2 separate regions of the Mus musculus genome follow, and region 1 is linked to region 2. Evidence: chromatin contacts called from public HiChIP or PLAC-seq data. All regions are on one chromosome and are shown on one strand. The core of a region is the stretch at or near the end of the contact, and the rest is flanking DNA. Distances in the headings are between cores, read along the strand shown. Region 1 overlaps Tbc1d14 (TBC1 domain family, member 14). Region 2 overlaps Afap1 (actin filament associated protein 1).

Region 1 (2,700 bases), core at 7-2,506, 560 kb before region 2:
GAAAGATGACCAAAAGCATGATAGAGAGATTAAGATGGAATTACAAAATTCAGAAAACTCAAAATGAAGACAGAAAAGAGGAAACGGGAAAGAACAAATGACAAGTAAGGCGGTACTTAAACTTAGACAGACCATATCATGTTAGGTACAGATGGCCCCAACACCAGTGTTGTTAAAGAGGCTTGAAAAAAAATAACCCAATTCTGTTTTCTACATGGAACTTTTCAAATACAGAACATGTAAGAGAACACATGTTAGGATAGGACAGGAAGAGATAGGGCTGATGGTGTAGTTTAGTGGTAGTTTGTGCTTGGTGTGCATGGAGCCCTGGGTTCAGTCTTCAGCACTTCCCTTAAGGTAGATATTAATGTCATAAAAAGTAAGAACTGGCCGGGCAGTGGGTGCATGCCTTTGATCCCAGCACTTGGGAGGCAGAGGCAGGTGGATTTCTGAGTTCGAGGCCAGCCTGGTCTACAGAGTGAGTTCCAGGACAGCCAGGGCTACACAGAGAAACCCTGTCTCGAAAAACCAAACCAAAACAAACCAAAAAAAAAAAAAAAAAAAAAAAAAAAAAAAAGAAGAAAGAAAGAAAGAAAAGAGAAAGAAAAAGAAAAAAAGGAAAAAAGAAAAAGTAAGGACTGGGTTTCAAAGCCAGTTTCCAGAGATAAAATGGGCTCTTGCCTGATGAAGACCAGATAGCTCGGAAGGCTTTCTCTGCACTAGTGACTGTAGCAAATCCAAGCAGAGATGCAGAAAACTGGACCTGTTAACTTCACAAATGGAGAGTCAATGCCACTCTGCTCTGAGACACATGAGAAGAACCAGCTGCAGACAGAGCAAGCCAGGACCTGGAGGCGCTGAATGACCTGTGGAGACATTCCACCCTTCAGTGGTCGCCAATCCAAGTGCTTGTGGAGCACTCCCCAGGCAGATCATGTGTGGGACATAAAAGAAACTTTCAGTGGAAAAAGGACTGAAGTAAAATATGTTACTCATCACAGAGAAACAAAGCAGTAACAAATATTAAGAACTTCTCCCTAAATGTGGATGTTAAATAAGTAGCAAACTACTGAGCAAGCCACAGGAAACTCAGAAAATATTTTGACACAGTAAAAATACAACATACCAAAGCATGGAAGATGCAGGTTGGGTAGGAAATATATAACATTCAAGTGAAAGAAGGAAGGTCTCACATCAGTAAGCCGGGTTTCTATCTTAAGACTCTAAAAAGCAGAAGGAAACAAATGATACAAAGACATATGAATGAAATTAGAACTAGAAAGGGGAGTGTGTGAGAGCAGACTGGGCTCTTTGAATGTCCCCGTCCTGATCCACCTTAGCGGAACTGCCAAGGAAGAGAAACAACTCTTCTCTTCTCTTTTCTCTTCTCTTCTCTTCTCTTCTCTTCTCTTCTCTTCTCTTCTCTTTCTATTTTTAAAAAAAGATTTATCAATGTATATGAGTGCACTGTAGCTGACTTCAGACACACCAGAAGAGGGCATTGGATCCCATTACAGATGGTTGTGAGCCACCATGTGGTTGCTGGGAATTGAACTCAAGACCTTTGGAAGAACAGTCAGTGCTCTTAACCACTGAGCCATCTTGCCAGCCCCAGAAACACATTTTCAATGAAAGGGATGAGCAAAGGGGGTAGCACCTGGATCCTGTAGAACTGAGAGGGGAAATGGAATTCTTTGAATAACTCTCTACAGGAACTTATCATGTCAGATGAAATAGTCTTATTTCTTTGGCAATTAGAAATCACCAAAACTCGTCCAAGATATAAGATTTATCCTGCACTTTTTATGTTAAGACAGGAACATTACAGTTCAGTACTGTGGTGGTTTGAATGTGCAATATCCCCATGGGCTCACATGTTTGAAGACTTGGACACAGCTGCTGAGCTGTTTGGGAAGGTTGTGGAACCTTGAGGAGGAAGTGGATCCCCAGGTGGGCCTTGGGGTGCTGGGGTTCCATTTCACACTCACTCAGTGCTTCCTGTGTGTCAGTGCAGTGTCATTAGCTGGTCGTCTGCTCTTGTTCCGTGCTTTCCCCACCATGGTGGCCTCCATCCCTCTGCAACTGAGTCACAACAAACCCTTTCTCCTTATGTCGCTTTTGTCAGGGTATTTGACCACGGCAAGGAGAAAGATAAGACAGATACTGTCCAGGCCCACATGGTTTCACTGATAGTGTGTTGTTTTAAAACACTGCCAAATTTAGGAGGAAGAAGACATTTCCCAACTGCTCCTTGATGCTCCGGACACTGACCCCAGCCCAGTGTCCACGATCCTCAGATCTCACTATTAGCAGAGTGAACCCCAGACACTTGTTCAAGCCAACACTGAGGACTAGGTCATGTTTATCCTAGGAATCAAGGAGGGTGTGATGTGTGAAAACAACCACTGTCATCAGTTGTGTTATGACCTAAAGAAAACCACGTGGTCCTGTTGAGGCAGAAACAGTATTTGACAAAATCCAGTATTCATTTCTGATAAAAACTCAGCAAAGTAGAAACAAAACTTTTCACTTGGTAGAGGATGTTACAAAGACAGGCACAGCAACTGAGAAGGACCAGGTCCATGGTGAGGTTTCTTACAGTATGAAACCTAGAGAGTTGGGTCTTAGTGTCATGTGGGAGATTTGTTTCAGAACCTTCCATGGATCTTCAAATCCTCGGATACTATAGTCCTTTTTGTA
Region 2 (2,789 bases), core at 213-2,712:
TAGAAAAGACCAAAATGGAAGACTGGTGAACTATCCTATAAAGCAGCCAAGCAGACAATAAAGGACATAAGTAGCCACAGGCTTGCTCCTCACAGACCCTACCACAGGGTGTCAGGGGCCCTAACATGTGGAGAGCTTTCCAAAGGACAAGCGAAGGAAACAGTCCTATGTACCTGAGTAGCCTATGCTTAGAAGAAGTATTTTAATGGAGATTTTTTTTCCCCCACAAGGTATTGCCTGCCTAGGCACTTTGAAAAAGTGGGCTCAACGGTTAACGGTTAAGGTGGTTAAGGTGGTGAGTTCAAATCCCAGCAACCACATGATGGCTCACAACCATCCATAATGAAATCTGATGCCCTCTTCTGGGGTGTCAGAAGTCAGCTATAGGGAGCAAGCAGGGCCAGAGTGAGAAGAAAAAGTGTCTGAAGACAGCTACAGTGTACTTACATATAATAAATAAATAAAAATAAATAAATCAGAAAGAAAGAAAGAAAGAAAGAAAGAAAGAAAGAAAGGAAGGAAGGAAGGAAGGAAGGAAGGAAGGAAGGAAGGAAGGAAGGAAGGAAGAAAGAAAGAAAGAAAGAAAGAAAGAAAGAAAGAAAGAAAGAAGAGAAAAGGTGGCCTGTTATTTGGAGCTAGGCATTTAGCTGTGGCAAGCAAAGTTGTCATGCATGATGCTCTTGGAAGCCTGTATCATCCATGACTCTCCAAAAGAGAAACCCTGAAGACAACGTAAAACAGAATTAGCCAAGGGAGGGAAGGGGCTGGATCAAAATCAGTCCCTACAGGGAGCTAGGGTCTTCTGCAGAAGACCTAATCATGCTGTTGACAGAATCTGTGTACACCTCTCTGGATAGCAGCCCCAGGGAAGCCCATACCTCTAGAACAGCCACCTCCTGTCCGTTTCGAAGCAGCCGGAAGGTCAACGGGTGCTTAGAATCCAGGCCCGGGATCACCTCGCAGCCACGGAGGGGGATGGAGACGAGGTGGGTCTTCAGGTCAGCCCTGTCCTTGTGGAGAATGAGTTTGCTGTCCTTCACTCTGCACCAGCGCTCCCGCCAGCGGCTGTTAGAGAGCACATTCAGGTAGCCTGCAAGGAGAGGATGCCACAGCTCAGGCTCCCGAGGAAGCCACGTCCCTTGTCTGTGGTCTTTTACAGAGTGCACGAAACACACGCTCACATCCAGGTTTTAAATGCTCATAAAGAGATAAGAGTCATTATTACACAGCTGCCTTTCAACGGGACCTGGAGGCTCTTCCCCGGACAGAACCCACTGCACGGTATCAGGACCAGTTTCATCTCCTTGGTGTCTACACGGGAACCAGGAAACCGCCTTGAGACAGTGACAGTGGACATGGGGTGGCGAGGAGGGGCTGACAGCTGCCTGCACATAACGGAAGAGAAATCACATGCAAGACGACCCAGCTGCAAACGCTGTAAGCAGAGCACGGGAGACAGAAATAAAAGTATCAGAAGATGAAAACTCTCCAGGAAGTGGGAGGCCCGGGGAGTGGTAAACTCCCCAGCGCTGGATATGTTCCAGCAAATGACGGAACGTGGCTGGTATGAGCTCCCCACCCACAGCCCAAGGCCTCCTCCTGGTCTCTATGTCCCATCCCTGCTTGGGGAAGCCAGAGTTTCATCTCCTGGAGAGACTAACCCAGATGAAAGCTGACTGTGGCATCTGTGGCAGTTGTCCTACTATGGCCTCCAACTGTCCCACTGTGCGCACACCATCTCTCCGAGACTAAGAAAGGATTAGACAGGGAAAGGGTGGCCAGCGGGTAAAAAGGAGGATAGTGGAGAAGGCTAGGTGTCGCTCAGCTTCTTCCAGGTCTTGCACACATACGTACTCAGACCCTCAGTGCTCAGATGAAGGTTTGCACACCTCTGATGAGTTTTTCTTCAAGATATATTCCCAGTGAGTACCCACATATGCAAAATGTGAGTCCTTCTCTGGCTGGGGGCCTCCTGAGTCCACACACTCTTAACACTCTAACATGCATCTCTTGCCTCGTGAGGCGAAGAATCTCTGATGTCACAGACACCAAGACAGAAGCCTGTGAGCACCAGAAAAGGGGACTCTTGTGTTCAGGCAGCTTCTAGACATTTTTCTTCAAGGGCCATCTAGGAAGGAGAAGGAAGGCATCTTCAGATGTGGGGTGCCCTACCAGAGGCCATAGCCAGACCTGATGCCTACATAAAATCAAAGACAGATAAGGGGGATTGTTCCCAGTACAGCTGCAGGTTTCGCTTGAGAAACCGCAGCTAAATGATATTATTCTTTTTAAAGGCTTTTAATGTATAGATGGGACTGTTCTGATTCATTACTGTTTTAAAAGGAAGAAGGAAAGCCCTGCTTTAAAACGCAGTCAGACGAACATCTTACTAGAACTGTTTTGAAGGCTATCAACAGCAATCAATCACGCAGAGAGCCAGGCACTAGACCTCTCTGAGTAGACGTCACCTGTATCAACAGAGCCTAAGTGTTTTCTGAGCGCACGCCCACAAACAGGATGGCAGGAAGGCCTGAAGTAACTTGATCTATTCTGGAGACATGGATCACATGTGCATGGGCTCTTTAGCCACTGTTACAGAGCCACTCTGGACGGGGAGTGGAGGCACATGCCTGTGAGCCCAGCATGCAGCAGGGAGGCTCAGAGAGATCATGAGTTCAAAGCCAACCTGGGCTATATAATAAGACCCTGTCTCAACAACAACCAAAACCAGAAACAAACAAACAAACAAAAAACTAACCAGTGTGGTAACATATATTTTCAGTACTCGG

Evidence for each region. HiChIP or PLAC-seq counts read pairs in DNA pulled down with a chosen protein or histone mark.
Region 1: an H3K27ac HiChIP or PLAC-seq map of large pre-B cells shows a contact between it and region 2, with 4 times the contacts expected there. The contact joins two enhancer-like sites. A contact is called at or near these places in 2 of 15 datasets of contacts at CTCF or cohesin (large pre-B cells and stem cell-derived epiblast-like cells), 3 of 484 Hi-C or Micro-C datasets (cerebral cortex, cortical neurons and palatal mesenchyme), 4 of 115 datasets of contacts at active chromatin or transcription factors (astrocytes, embryonic basal ganglia, embryonic forebrain and 1 more) and 1 of 9 other capture datasets (pancreatic islet).

What each region holds. Positions count from the first base shown.
Region 1 is chr5:36,534,122-36,536,821 of GRCm38.p6, reverse strand. The region is part of intron 3 of Tbc1d14 (TBC1 domain family, member 14); the gene reads left to right. Among named protein-coding and RNA genes, the nearest start is that of Gm32528, 23 kb to the right of the region's middle. Within about 2 kb of position 1,256, at least 20 of the 459 cell types and tissues checked have an H3K27ac peak or open chromatin away from gene starts, as enhancers often do.
Region 2 is chr5:35,972,689-35,975,477 of GRCm38.p6, reverse strand. It overlaps Afap1 (actin filament associated protein 1), which reads right to left. Exons shown (of 17, transcript NM_027373.2): 10 at 879-1,090. Among named protein-coding and RNA genes, the nearest start is that of Afap1, 81 kb to the right of the region's middle. Within about 2 kb of position 1,462, at least 113 of the 459 cell types and tissues checked have an H3K27ac peak or open chromatin away from gene starts, as enhancers often do.